Linked DNA regions of Mus musculus: region 1 is linked to region 2. A link is a contact called in public HiChIP or PLAC-seq data. All regions are on one chromosome and are shown on one strand. Each heading gives the region's core, a stretch centred on a gene start, on an enhancer-like site or on the middle of the called end of the contact. The rest is flanking DNA. Distances are from core to core; before and after follow the strand shown.

The links. HiChIP or PLAC-seq counts read pairs in DNA pulled down with a chosen protein or histone mark.
Region 1: a contact with region 2 is called in an HNF4G HiChIP or PLAC-seq map of pancreatic cancer cells. The contact joins the promoter of Slc25a25 here to the promoter of Fnbp1 in region 2. A contact is called at or near these places in 1 of 39 promoter capture datasets (cranial neural crest), 1 of 484 Hi-C or Micro-C datasets (embryonic stem cells) and 2 of 115 datasets of contacts at active chromatin or transcription factors (microglia and pancreatic cancer cells).

The regions. Positions count from the first base shown.
Region 1 is chr2:32,448,493-32,456,250 of GRCm38.p6, forward strand. It overlaps Slc25a25 (solute carrier family 25 (mitochondrial carrier, phosphate carrier), member 25), which reads right to left and starts at 2,978. Exons shown (of 10, transcript NM_001164357.1): 1 at 2,575-2,978. The coding sequence starts at 2,832. Naif1 (nuclear apoptosis inducing factor 1) reads left to right here and starts at 1,965. Exons shown (of 2, transcript NM_194335.2): 1 at 1,965-4,457; 2 at 6,305-6,984. The coding sequence starts at 3,947. The coding sequence ends at 6,777.
Region 2 is chr2:31,137,596-31,145,159 of GRCm38.p6, forward strand. It overlaps Fnbp1 (formin binding protein 1), which reads right to left and starts at 4,413. Exons shown (of 17, transcript NM_001177648.1): 1 at 4,184-4,413. The coding sequence starts at 4,207.

The DNA.
Region 1 (7,758 bases), core at 1,728-4,227, 1.3 Mb after region 2:
GCCAAGGCTTCCTCCTGAGATCTGGGCCTGAGCTAAGAGCAAGAAAATGTCTCAAACAGGTTCTCTCTTAGCACCAGAGATGGCCACTTTCTCCTTATTTGCCTTTAGTCAAAAATCATTACAAAAGAGAAAATGGATTAGGATCAATACTAGATGTGCTATGAATTGCCAGAACACTGTGACTCCCATGAGTCACAAAGCTAGGGATAGAACATGGAATACACAGCCAGCTGTCCTCATTGTACCTGGCACCACAGAAAACTGTGGTGAGAGCAAAAAGGTTCACCTGGCCCCACAAGGCTTCACTGTGCCCTCGGGCACACATCCTCTGAATTTAGCTATCCTAGCTTCAAAAAATGATTCACACTGGGTGAAGTGGTACACACCTTTAAATCCTAGCACTAGGGAGACAGAAGCAGGCATATCTCTATGAGTCTGAGGCCACCCTGGTCTATCTACAGTGACACTGTGTTCTAGGACAGTCAGAACTACATAGTCAGACCCAAGCTAAAAAAAAAACAAAAAAAAAAAACAAAAAAATATCTGTGGTGGCGCACGTCTTTTATCCCAGCACTTGGGAGGCAGAGGCAGGTGGATTTCTGAGTTTGAGGCCAGCCTGTTCTACAGAGTGAGTTCCAGGACAGCCAGGGCTACACAGAGAAACCCCGTCTGAGGGGAGGGATGCGGGGGGGGGGGGGGGGGGATAAATAAATAAATAAATAAAACCAGACAGAAAAAAATGACTTATTCATTAGACATATATGGGGAAATATCCAGCTCATAACACTATTCTGTATTAAACTATACTTTCTTTTCTCTCTTTCTCTCCCCCTCCTCCTCTTTTTCTTTCTTTCTTTTTTCTTTCTCTCTCTCTCTCTCTCTTTTTTTTTTGGTGTTTTGAGACAGGGTTTCTCTGTGTAGACATGTAGACCAGGCTGAGCTCGAACTTTCAGAGATCCACCTGCTTCTGCCTCTTGGGTACTGAGATTAAAGTCCACTGTCACCACCACCCAACTAAAACTAGCTTTTTTAAAAAAGGATTTTTTTGGTTTTGTTTTTAAGCTAAGAGAATTGTGAGTCCAAGGCCAGCCTGGCTACAGAGAGAAACCTTATCTTTAAATCTCTGGGCTTACCCCAAGGATTCTGCTTTGCTCGGTGCTGTCCTTGGGCTTCCTATGCTGATACTAAGTAGGTTAAATACCTTGGATGTTGATCCAAGATTATCTTGGACATGACACTTTATGTGGCCACCTAAGTAACAAACTGGCATAATTCACTGCCACCTTACCAGGTTTTCTTCATATTTGGCTATGAAATTCGTAATTACTGTACATACAAATGAACCAAATACTAATTTTGGCCACAAACTGGTTATCAGGCAAACTGCTCATTAGAATCACCCCAGATTGTAAGCCAGTCTATGCCACAATAATGAAACACTTGGTAAAGGGAAGCCACAGTTAAAGTCAAACTGAAAAACCAACATGAAACAGAAAGGGAAGAAAAAGCCACTGCTCAGGGCTTCTTGTGCAGGAAGGATAGTAGTTCTGTTTCTTGCAGACCCAGAAATGGCCATTTCTCCACCCCTGTCTCCCAGTCTTGGCCCATCCCTTTCCAGCCAACAAATATCCTTAGATGTATCTAACTTTCATTTTTTGAAAAAAGTTCCAATTGAGCGATGGTGGCAAAGGCCTTTAATCCCGGCGCACTCAGGAGGCAGAGGCAGGTGGATCTCTGATTCCGAGGCCAGCCTGGTCTACAGAGGGCGTTCCAGGGCAGCCAGGACTACATTGAGAAACACTGTCTAGAAAAAAAAAATCCCCAAAACCAACCGAACAAACAAAAAAAGAATCTTTCTTCAGATTCTTTAACATATTCGCACTCCAATTCGACAAAGGGATCATGACCCAGTGTTCTGAAACAGCAGTGGGGGGCTGGGTCTAAGCCATGAGAAAGAACTGTTCAGTCTTCATCACCCACATCCACACTGATCTGCCTAGAACCCCAGTTCCCATTTTTTTCTTCCCCAACACCCACATGTCTCTGTGAGCAACCAGATTAGAGGCACCGGTGGCATGGAAACGAGAGTGGGGGGAGAAGAGCGAGCGAGCGAGAGACAGACAGACAGACAAGGGGTGCCAATGAGAATGGGTGGATAGGAACCTAGGTGTTGAGGGAGGATGGGCACCAACTTGGCCTTGAGGTCCGTAGGGCAATCTTGAGATCTATCTGTCCTTCTATCTAGAGGGAAGTAGAGGGGGCTTTCTGTCCATCAAAGAGACCCAAGGGTGCCCATCTGTAGCCACGACGAGCTTTTCTCACGGCCCCATCTCCCACCTGAGGAGCCCCACACTAACAAGGTGTGAATTTCCTTTCCATCTGTCAGTGGAGGGACACTATCCCCCCCAACACCAGGGGTTCCGCTCAGCTCTAGCAGCGTCCGTCGAAACCTGACAGGCTACAGAAAGCAGCCCGAGAAGTCCTGCGGTCCCGACCCGTCCCCTTGGCGTCGGTCTCTCTCCTCAAGACCTCCCGGATCCTCCCCGCCCGCGCGGACGGCGCACGCAGACTTACCCGGAGCTCGCCCTCCGTGCGGTGCAGTCCCAGGCGCCGCAGCCCCACCGCCAGGTCGTTGACACACAGGCCGCCGTCGCGGTTGACGTCGAGTGTCTGGAAGAGGCTCCACAGGCGTAGCTGGTGGTCCGGGCCGCCACAGACGGCGCCGCCGCACGGGTCCCCTACAGAAGCCGGCGACGAGGCGGACGACGAGGCGGTGGCGGCGGCGTCCGGCGGCGGGGAGGCCACGCAGCGGCACAACACACTGCTCACCATCGGGCGCGAGGCGGGGGCGCCGGACGCCGGGCTGAAGGCGGCAGGAGAGCGACCCGAGCGCGGAAGCACGCCGGCTTTCCTCAGACAGCGAGCGCGGGCTCCGAGAAGCCGGCCGACTGGAGGGAGGGGCCGCTTCCGGGAGCCCCGCCCCGCGGCGCGCAGAGGCGCTGACCGCGCCCTCTGGCGCACTGCCGACCAATCATAGGCCGGTATGTCGGCTCCGGGATCAATGAGGGGGCGGAGTCACCGTGCCAGCTCGAAGGCGATTCAAACTGAGGGAGCCGGGGATTGGCTGAAGCTGGGTAATAGGCAAGCAGAAAGCCTTGTGTCCAATTCCCATTCAGAAGCTCTATTTAGACTGCGGAATGATGAGGCTGAGAGGAGCGTTGTGTAAGGAGAGATCGTAGCTAACAGTGGAAATGAAATGTATATGAGGGTAACTGTGGACTGAAGTTAGAAAACACAGCACCATTGAATAAAATGAAAATTTAACGGGCTGACGACTCGAAACCGAGAACACGAATCAAAATCAGGAGGCTAAGCTTTAGGAGTCTTCTAAACTGCCAATAAAACAACTGAATTTTACAACGTAATAGTCGCGACACGAACTGAACGACAGTCTGCTTTTCCAATGGAAGTGAATAATGTCCGTGTGGGCGGACATCCTGAAGCGACAGACAAGACTTTAGACCAATGACCAGGCCAGTTCTAGCAAAGAGGTGTGTCCTCTAGGAGGAATGGCAGGCCTGGAGAGCCAGTGATCGGCCAGATATTTGAGCCACGCCAAACCTGGAGGGCGGGGCTTCTCAGGGATGTGCCGAGGGGCGGGAAGAAGGGAAGTGGGCGGATCTCCGCACACCCCAGCGGAAGAGGCAGATTCAGGAAGCCATTACGCAGCTGGCTGGCGGCGGTCGGGCCGGTCAGGGCTGGGCCCTACGCACTTTGCGTAGCGAGGGGGGTTACTTAAGGCCTGGTACTTGGCCTTGAACAAGCCCTGCCTGTCCCCCTAAAGGGGGTGGGAGTGAAAGAGAGGCGAGGCTGAGGAAGAAGAGAAGAGAAATTGGGGCTGTTAAGAGCATTATAATTTCTTTAAAAAGAGAGGAAAGGGGAGGCCATGGCTGTCCCAGCCAAGAAGAGGAAGATGAACTTTTCAGAGCGGGAAGTGGAGATCATCGTGGAGGAACTGGAACTGAAGAAGCACCTGCTGGTGAACCACTTCAATGCTGGGGTCCCTCTGGCTGCCAAGAGTGCAGCCTGGCATGGCATCCTGAGAAGGGTCAACGCTGTGGCCACCTGCCGTAGGGAGCTGCCCGAAGTCAAGAAGAAGTGGTCCGACCTCAAGACCGAGGTCCGTCGCAAGGTTGCCCAAGTCCGAGCTGCTGTAGAAGGTGGCGAAGCTCCAGGGCCCACAGAAGATGATGGAGCTGGTGGGCCTGGGACAGGCAGTGGCAGTGGTGGCAGTGGCACAGCCATAGCTCCTGTACTGCTGACCCCTATGCAACAGAGGATCTGCAACCTGTTGGGTGAGGCCACCATCATCAGCCTACCCAGTACCACAGAGATCCATCCCGTGGCCCTCGGATCCACGGCCACTACAGCCGCAGCCACCGTCACCCTGACACAGAGTGAGTGAGCTCTCCTGCTCAATTCAGCTGCATAAATGGGACGGGCCAGCAATACTGGGACAGCCTGGGGCAAATTGGCTGCCAAAGGTCAAAAGTCAGATGGCGATCTTGGAAAGACCATGAGGTCTTCCAAGAACTCCCCAGACTGATCTTGTTCTTTTAGGGTCTTCCTCAGCATGTGGCTAGCTGGATCTCCCACATGCTGACCTATGTAGTGTTGAAGGCAGAGATTGTCTGTAGCCCCTCGGGACTTAGGACCTCATATTAATAGGCAGCCAGGATATACTTGTTGAATGACTAACTAGGACTAATACTGCCCAAGTGAGACACCCATTCTGTACAAAGACATTCTGTGTTTTCAGTATACAAACAAACACCAGGCATTTCTCAGGAGCTTCGTGATACCTGTCTATCCATTTGTCCATCAAGCTGTTTATGCTGGGCACCAGAAATACCAAAATAGTTAACATTCCCTAGAGGCTAGAGAGATAGCTCAGTGTTAAAGTCCTTGCTTAACACTGCAAGAAATTAAATATATAGACCAATTATATTCTACTAGGGCAGATGAAGTGTGTGTGTGTGTGTGTGTGTGTGTGTGTGTGTATGTGTGTGGCTTTACTATGAGATAGGAAAAGCCAAGGACTCACAAGAAAAAGGGATTTCCTGGTGTGAGGGGAACACATGGCTGATGGCATTGAGAAGTAGGGAAACTAGGAGGTGGGGAGGTTCATGCTGGTAACCCTAGCATTCAAGTGGGAAACCCCTAGGGCTCAAGAGCCAGGGAGCCTCACCTATTTAGAGAGTTCTAGGCCAGGAAATGAACTTTAAAAAAAGAAAGAAAAGGTATGAACAGCACCTGAGGTTGTCTTTTAATCTCCTTCCATATGCACACAAACACGTGTGTGTGTGCACATGTGTACCTGCATATACATGAACATGTATACACAGTTTCTTAAAAGGTAAACAAGATTGACATCTCCCACATACACAAAGGCCCAAACAATGAGCATTCCTCCCGAGGTTCTCTTTGACGAATGATAACAGAACAAGCTGGTTGGGTTTTGTGTCTGAAATAAGGTTTTGTGTCTGCCCTCACCTCTGAATTCTGCTTAGTCATGACGGGCTTTGAACTGGATCAACCAGACTCTCCAGGGGTATGTGGGTGCATGCTCTCCTCTGCATATTTCTTTAGTCCATATGAGGTCAGAAATGGGTGAAAAGCACTGGTCTAAGTCAGGTACTGTTCTTGAACAGCATCTGCAAGGATGCTCAGGGATCTTATGGACCAATGTGTTTAAGGAGACAGGGAGACACTTTTCTGGACACGTGAGCTGCTATGGCCCTCATCCTTCTTTGATTGGTCATACAGACAGGCTCAAAGCAGCCCAGTGGTTCTGTTGTCTTCTCTGAAACTGAAGAGGACAGTGTCTACCTCTTGTCACTTGGAGGATTCACTGAGCTAAAGAGTATGGAGTGGTATGCAAATATTCTAGTGTGGCAACCTGTATCAGTCTTAGGATTTGCTGTTCTAATGCTGCCATTCTTGTTGGCATCTCTGCGTTTGTCAGATCTGGTGGAGGGAAATCCTGAAACCTGGTTGGAGAAGTATCTCAGTAGTAGAACATATACTTAGCATGTACAAGGCCTGGGTTCTATCCCAGCCTTGAAGGACAAAGGAGCTGAACCTCTCAGATTCTGTGGTTTTATGTGAATACAGCCAGGGGAGGCCAGAATTCCCTTTGCCCGCTGCTGCACAGGGTTTAATGGCCTCCTCGCTGTGTTGCAGAGTCAGCCACATTCCTTCCATAAGGTGACCCACCTCTTGTTTTGTTCTTTCTTCCCGGCAGTCCCCACCGAGACCACCTACCACACGCTGGAGGAGGGAGTGGTGGAGTACTGCACAGCTGAAGCGCCCCCACCCCTGCCAACAGAGGCCCCGGTGGAGATGATAGCCCAGCCCCCAGACACATCTGTCAAACCACAGGCACTTAAAAGCCGTATTGCCCTCAATTCAGCCAAGCTGATCCAGGAGCAGCGGGTCACCAACCTGCACATAAAGGAGATCGCCCAGCACCTGGAGCAGCAGAATGGCCTGCTACAGATGATCCGGCGTTCTCAGGAGGTGCAGGCCTGTGCCCAGGAACGGCAGGCCCAGGCCATGGAGGGCACTCAGGCGGCCCTGAGTGTCCTCATCCAGGTCCTCCGGCCCATGATTAAAGATTTCCGACGCTACCTACAGAATAACACTCCCAACCCAGCCCCAGCCTCTGCCCCTGGACCGGTGGCCCAGAATGGGCAGCCAGACAGCATCATCCAGTGAAGGCAGAGGTCAAGCCAGTACTCTGCTTGTGATTGAAGGACACGTCTATGGAATTTTAAGTGGTTTCTATGGGCGGCTTTAAGTGGGCCACGTGGATAGCTCCCTCTTGGATAGATACATGGGGTTTGTTGGTGTGAGAAAAATGAAGGAGACTGGGAAAACTAATTTGTTGGGCTCCTGGAACCCAATATATCTCACTTCAACCTCTGGAGCTGCCTTGCTGAGAAGATTTTAGTTGGGAGCCATGTATGCTGGTGATGGGACATGGGTTGACATGATCGAAGGCTTGAGACATCACCCACACTCTTTAGAACAACTTTAAAGTCAGACTGGTTCTCACTGGGGCTATGTCTCAGCACACGATCCTCAGCGAGCTGCCCCACCTCAGGTGCACCGTCTTTCTGAGTGCCACCCTGCCAATGTCGCTGGCAGAAATGCAATAACACCCAAATAAGAATGTCTCCCAGCGCCACTGGGAGTTCCCAGTCCTTTCTCCTTCTCACTGTGCCTCCATTCTCAGGGGACTCCTCTCTTGACTGCTGTAACCACCCAGACACAGCCCAGCTCTTGGATATGCCCTGAGACTTATGCAGCCAGCCTGGCCTGGCTCAGGAATGCTGTGTGTGGTGGGTTAGCCACTCTCTAGTCTTCCATGACACCTCTGGGTAGCTGTTCTATAGTTTGACCCATCCCCAGCCTTTGACACAGGAGAGCCTCTGGTGCTGTCAGTGTTAGAAGGCAAAGCCCTGTGGAGTCCTGTTTCCTGCTGCAGTGTACTTGAGGTGAACCTCTAGTTTTATTTTATAATCAGTTTTTTTTTTTTTTTCTTTAGAAAGCTCACTTCTAGCCAGTCATATTTATTCTACAGCTGAACCCTTTCTGGGAGGACTCCAGGCTCTGTGGCGCCACCTTCCTCCTCCGCTGGACCACACATCCGAAATCCACTGCACATAGAGCCCTGCTCAGCATCCCACCCAAGTA
Region 2 (7,564 bases), core at 3,163-5,662:
GAAGGGTCAAGAGAGGCCAGGGCACTGAGGAAGACTTGGGAATGGGCTGTTAGTGTTCTATCTAGGCCCATTTAGAAGTCAAGGGCAGAGCTCACACCTCTCCCAAACCAGACACCACTTCCGGTCGAAAAAGAATCAGTATTGCCTAGTTTAACACTTGGCACATTATAAAGGGCCCTAATATAACTCCTAGAGCTACCAGGCCCAAGTGCTATGAACCACAGGAAAGAAACTGCTTTTCAAATACAGTTTTCAAACTTGCGTCTCTGTGTGTGTTTATGTGTGTGTGGTGGGAGTGGGAGTGTGTGCCAAAGCACATGTGTAGGGGATAAAGGAGAAACGTAGCCAGACAGTGTTCATTTGGGGACAAAGAGCACAGGGGAGGTGACAATCTCTCTATCACCTACTCACTTTTTCTGGGAATCTCAAACCATTCTAAAAAAGCCTATTTTAAGGTATCTAAGAATATATGTATACAAATATATATAAAACACTTAATGTTATATAATACATATACATGTTAATAATTATATATATATATATATATATATATATATATATATATATATATAATACATACACTATATTATGCATTACACACATACATACACACACACCAATCTAGCTCAGGGTCTTACATACGCTAAACAAGCACAGCACCAATGAGCTACACCCAGCTCTGTTTTGACGAATCTTTTGTAGAAACATAAATGTCCCTTGAGATTTTGATGTCCCAGGCTAGCAAATGCTGTCAGGAAGGTAAGTGCCATCCTCCAGCCTGTATGAGGGGCTCACAGCGGCGAGGCTTGGGCCATTTGAACTTAGCAGTTGTTCAACGTTATGGAGTTACAGAAAAGATTTCTTTTAACCCGACGACAGGAAGGGTGCTGAAGCTTGCAATGAACTGATCTTCCTTTTTCTCTTTTTGCCACACTGGAGATGAACCTAGAGCCTCCTACATGCTGGGCAAGCAATCTATCCTGGACCTCAGGCTTCAGCCTTAACCTAATCACTTTAAAAACTGCTGTCTAAGGAGGCAGAGGCAGAGGCAGAGGCAGAGGCAGAGGCAGAGGCAGAGGCAGAGGCAGAGGCAGGAGGATGTCTGTGAGTTCGAGGCCAGCCTAGTCTACATAATGAGTTCCACCTCAGCCAGGGCTACAGTTAGACCGTGTCTCAAACAAAACAGAAATAAATAACTACATCAACAAATACGATTCAAACCTGCCATTTACACTTTGTCTTTTCCCCACCCCAGTACCAGGGGTAGAACCCAGGCTTCATGTGTGTGCTATGCAAACTCTCTAGTACTGAGCTATGGCCCCACCCCTTTCCGTGTTCTTAATTTTTGACATAAACTCACTATAAGTTGCTCCGGTGGGCCTTGAACATTCAGTCCTTCTGTCTCTGCTTCCCACTAGCTGGGATTACAGACCTGAGCCAGCAGGCCTGGCTTTAGTTCACTCTTGATACAAAAGTTTTTCTAACTTTTTCAAAAGCTCGCCTAGACTGTGAATGCTTTCTGCCATGAGGTTTTTAGAAGAAACGGGTGTCGTCCTCAACAAAGCAGGATGTGGCTTAAGAGTGGGCTTTTTACCTAGAACAAGTGTTTGAAACCAGAAGAGTTTTTTTTCAGGGCCTTGCTGGACTTTCACTAAAGTCCCAAGACTGCATACAATCTGTTAAGATCGGTGCCAGTCATGAGCGCTGAGGCCACCTGCCGCCAATCACTTGCGGCCACCCAAACTGTGCCATCGAATCCAGAAGTGTCATTCTGCCAAGTGAGACTTTAGCGACCCATCATTATCTCATTACCACAGCGAGGTCCCAAAGCCACCAAGTAAGGAAAACCCTCAATCAGGGCCTTGGCCTGGCCGCCAGGATACTGCACATCCAAGCTTCTGACCACTAGACCCAGCCGGAGACAGCGGGCCTCTTCAACCCTGCTTTCCCTCATCCCCCTAGGCTGGCTTCCTTTCCTTCTTTCCTTTCTTTTTGTAAAACTGTTTTAAGAGAGCTAATAGTGAGTATTTTTGCCTCAAAACCCATGTTTTGCACTAGTTTTTCTTGATAGTATCATAACACGCTCACCTATTCCTTCCATTAAACTATAAGCTACCCAAAGGTAAAGGCCTGTACTCACCATGCCTTAAAAACAAAACCAAAAATAAAAATTAAGTCACCCTTTTTATTTTCTCATTTCCATATACTTCATCTACAGTATGGCAGGCCAATCTGCTATTGGCTATAAGAAAACTCACAAATTTATCAAGTAAGCTAAATACAAATACTTTATATCTCTCACCATTTAAAATACTTCCTGACATTCTCTTCTCTCCACCTCTGGTGCTAGGTTCAATCTCTAGTGCCTTGTCCAGGTCCAGGCCAGGCAAGTATTTTACCTGAGTCACATCCTTGGTAGCTTTTTGTTTTGCTTTTTCAGACAAGGCCTTACTACGCACGTAGCTCCTGCTGACTTGGGAGTCACTATGTATTCCAGGCTGGATGCAAACTCACAGCAATCCTCCTGCCTCAGCCTTTCCAGAGTTGGGGATTACAGTGTGAGTCACCAGGAGTGGCTCCTGTGTTTGACGTCCTCCTGTTTTCCACTCCTCAAAGATGCAGGAAGAACAGCCATGATGTCAGCTCTTTAGCCCAGCTATACCTGCCCTCGCCTGGGTCACCAGCTACATCCTTCACCAATATGGCTACAAAATATCCACCTCCCTAAGTCGCTCAAGAACCAAGTATTTTCTGCCTTCAGAGTTATGCCCTGCTGTTTGAACACATGCCCAGACTTCCATTCTGTTGCTGACCTTGACTTCTGATGTGCCCCCACCACGGTGTGAAAGAAAAACAAACCAAACCAAAACCCAATCAACTAACCAAACCACACACCCCCAAATCAGAAAAGAAAATAGCACGCATAGGCGAACAGTTTTGCCTACTGTGGGTGTGTACAAGTTGCTTTCAAACTATGCGTTACATTTATTTTCAAAATGGGCATTTGCCCCGGTCACCTGACATTTTGACAGCCGAATGAATGGGAACCCCTTTGACAGAGGATGTTTATGAAATGAGTTATCTTGGGAGCCAATGCTCCCGGGATTTTAGTATTAGCAGAAGCTACTGTAGTCTAAGGAATGGTTATGTAAAAACAATCAAGGCAAAGAAAATAATTTAAGGGGGATGCACAGCATTTCCCTAATTGCCCTAACCTTATTTTGACACGGCATTTCTTGGCCTCATCTTGGATGGCAACACCACCCCATACTTTATCCCTCCACACCCTTCACAAATGGAATTCAGAAAGGTAGTCAGCGGGCACTTAGGATTCATCACTGAGAAGGACTGGTCTCGGGCACATTTCAGCGCAGTAACCGCGGTTTCTTCCCCACCTTCACCCAGGCCATTGCACCGCACGCCTATGACCAGCCTTTCCCCGTGCTCGAGTCCAGAGGAAGGCAGGGCAACAGGCCCTGCCCCTCGGCCAACGGCCTCCCTTTCCCGGAGATGCCCTGAGAGCTGTCCTGGCGTCCTCTGATCGCCCTCGATGGGACCGTTTCCAGATACAAGCTGATCACTAACCCACCTGCACCCCCAAAGGAAGGATCCTCGCAAGATTATCCCCTCTCGAAACCGTTTCGTTTCCTCTGGGCAGCAGGACAGAACCAGGTCCCCGGCAATCGTCCCTCCGTGCTATCTTATGATCTCCCCTACCGCTGTCCCCCTGCGGACCAAACACCGCAGCCCCCCTCAAATTCAGAATCTGAGCTGTCTCCAAGATACAAGTGCGCTCCAACCGCCTCGGGGCTAAAGTCCTCACTTTCAGAGAGAAGACCTTACCTCTCGCTACCGGTACCCCCGAGACCCGAAACCCTGCGCCTGCCAGGCCGCCCCGCCCCCGGGAGTAGCGCGGGATCCGCCCGCACCTCCAAGCGTATAGATCGGCCCCAGAGCTCCGGCCAGGGGCGCGCGCAATTACGCAGCCCGGCACAGCGCGGGCCCCACGCCCCCGGGGAACGCCCGCGGGTTGCCGCTCCGGGAGCCCGGACCCAGCTCCACGCCGCCCCGAGGCCGCCGGGGCCACCCGATCCGCGCTCCCTCTTTGCTGGGCGACGACGCACGCCGAGGCCCCTCGATGCGCCTCCCGCCCAGGCCGCCCGCGGCCCGGCCCCTCACTCACCCAGAGCTCAGTGCCCCAGCTCATGGTGCAGGGACCGGGAAGGGGCCTCCGACCCCCTTCGCCGGCGATCGCTGCGGCCCTCCGAACCTTGTGAATGCGGAAAGCCCGCCGCTTCCCCCGGCCCGCGCCTCCTCTAGCCCGAGCTCGCAACCTCTCGTCGCTCCGCGCGGAGCAAAATGGCCCGAGGAAGCAGCAGCAGCGACCGCCGCAGCGCGCCCGCCCCGCACCGGAGCTGAGGGGCGGGATGGGGCGGGACGAGAGGCGGGACGGGGCGGGACCGGACTGACAGCTCGTGCATACCGTCCCGCCCACAGGCTCCCTTTGGCGCAGTTGCCCCGGGGGTCTGGAAGGACGTGAACCCCTGGGGACTCCTGCTCGTCATCGGTATTCGGCAACCAGCGAGCCCAACTCTTTTGGGACCTGCGCTCTCTGTCTGCAGACTGGGCTGCTGGTGATCACGTCCCTCCATCGCCATCTGCCTTCTACCCATCGCGCCTAGCGCTGTTTTGCATTTCAGAACTTTCGCCAGGTGGCCGCCGACGCCCACCTTAGAAGCTCCCGGAGTGGCTTCTTCCACTATCCAGACACTGTGGAGGCCCAAAGAGCTCGGCAGCGCGCGCGTAGGAGTGGGGCCTGGGACCGTGACGTCGGTGCACAGTGTACATAGGACGTTGAAGGGAACAGCAATCCAGCAGATCCAGGAACCCAGGGAAAGAACTCGGGAATGTGAGCCCAAAGAATTATAACCAGTGCCTTTTTCTGCCTATTTGGCCAGGAATCTCGGCAGTGAAGTTGTTACCCTGCTGAAGGACAGCAGAATCTCTGAAGGGCCCACAGGGACTTTGGAGGGTTCAAATTCAGCCTCTGCACTCTTTGGCTGGGTGGTCTAGAACAGGTTTCACCTCTATCTGGGGGAGAGCCTCAGCTGCCAAAAGGAGGCAGTGTCTACCAGTCCAGGCCTAGTGATGTGAACAGAGGAGGTGAACTGGCCAGTGGGTGGCTGACGCAGAATGGGAACCATCTCATTAACTCTTCCAAAACTCCACAGAATGTCATTTCTCACATGCTGTGGAGAATCTGGGGGCTTCCAACTGTCTCCTCAGAATCTTTCTTTCTCTGAATTCCGAGACCTCTCCTCCAGAGTCGTGACCCTCTTCTACACAATTCTCCACTCCCTGTTATCCTGAACCCGTTCATCTTTTTCCAACAGTGAGTTAAATCTCCTTAAAGGGTGAATCTCAGCCCAGTGTGTGCCGTCCCAGACCTAACACTCCTAACCAGTCCTAACACTCCTGAGGCAGAGGTAGGAAGACTGCTGCAAGTTCAAGGCCAACCTGAGCCACATAGTAAATACCAAGTAGGATGACCTGGTCCACAAAGGGGAAAACCTCAGCTAAAATAAAATAACAATGGTAAACAATAATGGTGAGGTATGGAGGCAGAGGCAAGTGGATCTCTATGAGTTACAGCTACATAGTGAGATCCTGTCTCAAAAACCAAAACTAAGCACAAAATAATAAATTTGTTGGAAAAGGAAAAAGAAAGAAAGAAAAAGGAAGGAGGGGCGGAGCTGAGAAACCTTGCCTTAAACCTCAGGACCTCCTACTTCCTTTGCCAGGCAGTTACAACTATCAAAACTATTCTGGTCTGTCTTTTGTCAGCCTCAAGACATGGCCTCCACCCTCTGTGTCTGTTTGAAGTATTTTGCTCCCACATTTACCAGGTCTGAGCACTCTTGACTCCCTCGCCTGCCAGGGATGCAAGCATCAGGATGGTCAGGCACCTTCCTTCCAAGGCAGACTTATGGCAAGGGTGAGCTGGAGGGCTTGGGACTGTAAGCAATGTTAACCACGCCGCAGGGTTGTTTTGTGTTCCGTATGCATGTGTATCAGCGCACCCATTCATGACTGGGGCCCTTGGGACCCCTGGAAGTGACCTGCAGATGGTTGTGAACCACTCATGGGGATGGAGAGTCAAACCTAGGTCTTCTGGGGGGGCAGCCAATACTCTTAGTCTCCCTTAGCCATCTCCCCAGGGCCCGCAATGTCACTGGGTTTTATTTTCTCCAAGCTGAAAATGACCACTGTAGGGAGACCCTGCCTGCTGGCATCCTTATCACCTTGCCTCTCTCCCCGCTTGTTAGTCGTTTCCTTTTCCGTCCACGAAATGATCTAATCTTGACTTCGGAAAACTAGAATGACCACTTGAAAAAATAGGCTAGCCAGGAGGTAAAGCAACCTGTGCCCTGAAGAGAAAGAAGCGGAAGGAGAGAAAGATGCCGAAAGATGAGTCGTTTTATTCGAGTAAGCAGAAATTGTTAGCTGCAGAACCTCTGGAAGCCACTGTGGACTACAGGAGTCGAGCTAACGGAGCACACTTACTCCGTATCTTTCATGGTGGATAAGGCTGGACGGCAACTGGAAGAGGCTTGAGTCAGAAGCTCAGAGGATGAAAGGCAGCTGCAGTGCTGATGCTTTAGCTGGGTCAGTCTCACCCTAGCAAATGCTGACCTCAGCACAGCTGCATACCTGCTCCACCTCCAGTCACAAAGGCCTGGTCTTTGCTTTTGAATGAACTGATGGCAGGGAAGGGGTTAACTCTAAGGCATCTGGACAAACACCACCAACTATTCCTGCATAGGCTTCTGGCTGTTTGGTTTGCTCTTTTTCTTCTTTCTTTCCTTCCTTCCTTCCCCTCGTGCTCCCCCTCCCCCCCGGCAGGGTTTCATTGTGTAACACCCCTGGCTGTCCTGAAACTCTCTTTGTAGACCAGGCTGGCCTTGAACTCACAGAGCTCCACCTGCTTGTGCCTCCCAAGTGATGATGGACTAAAGGCTCATGCTACAACCTTGTAAAGCTTAGTATATTTATATATTTGTTTAGTTGGGTGTATATGAGTGTATGCACATATGGCACATATGTGGGAGCCAGTTTTCTCCTACCACAGCACAGGTTCCAGGGACTGAATTTAGGTCATCAGGCTTGATGGCAAATGTCTTTACTGGCTGGCCATCTTCTGAGTCCTTATTTTCTGAGACAAGATCTTACTGTGTAGCCCAGGCAGCCCAGAACTTTGGAGGGTATCCTCCTGCTCCAGTCACCATTTCTGAGTAATTAGAGACAAATCTATCAGGTATTTGGTCCATTCTAAACCTGACTGGGATTACTATTTGACTTGGGGTTCAGTGGCATATAGATGGAGTTTCTGAAGCAGACTGGGTTTTCTGTTTGTTGGGGATCCCAGTGTTCAGTCCTTACTCAGTGTGTGGCTTCTGGTAATTTATACCATGTGCACTTGAGCTATGCAGAGCTCAGTGCAAGCAGCTGCAGAGTTTCCCCTCTCCAAACCTCAGTTTCCTCTCTTACAATAATACAACAGTGA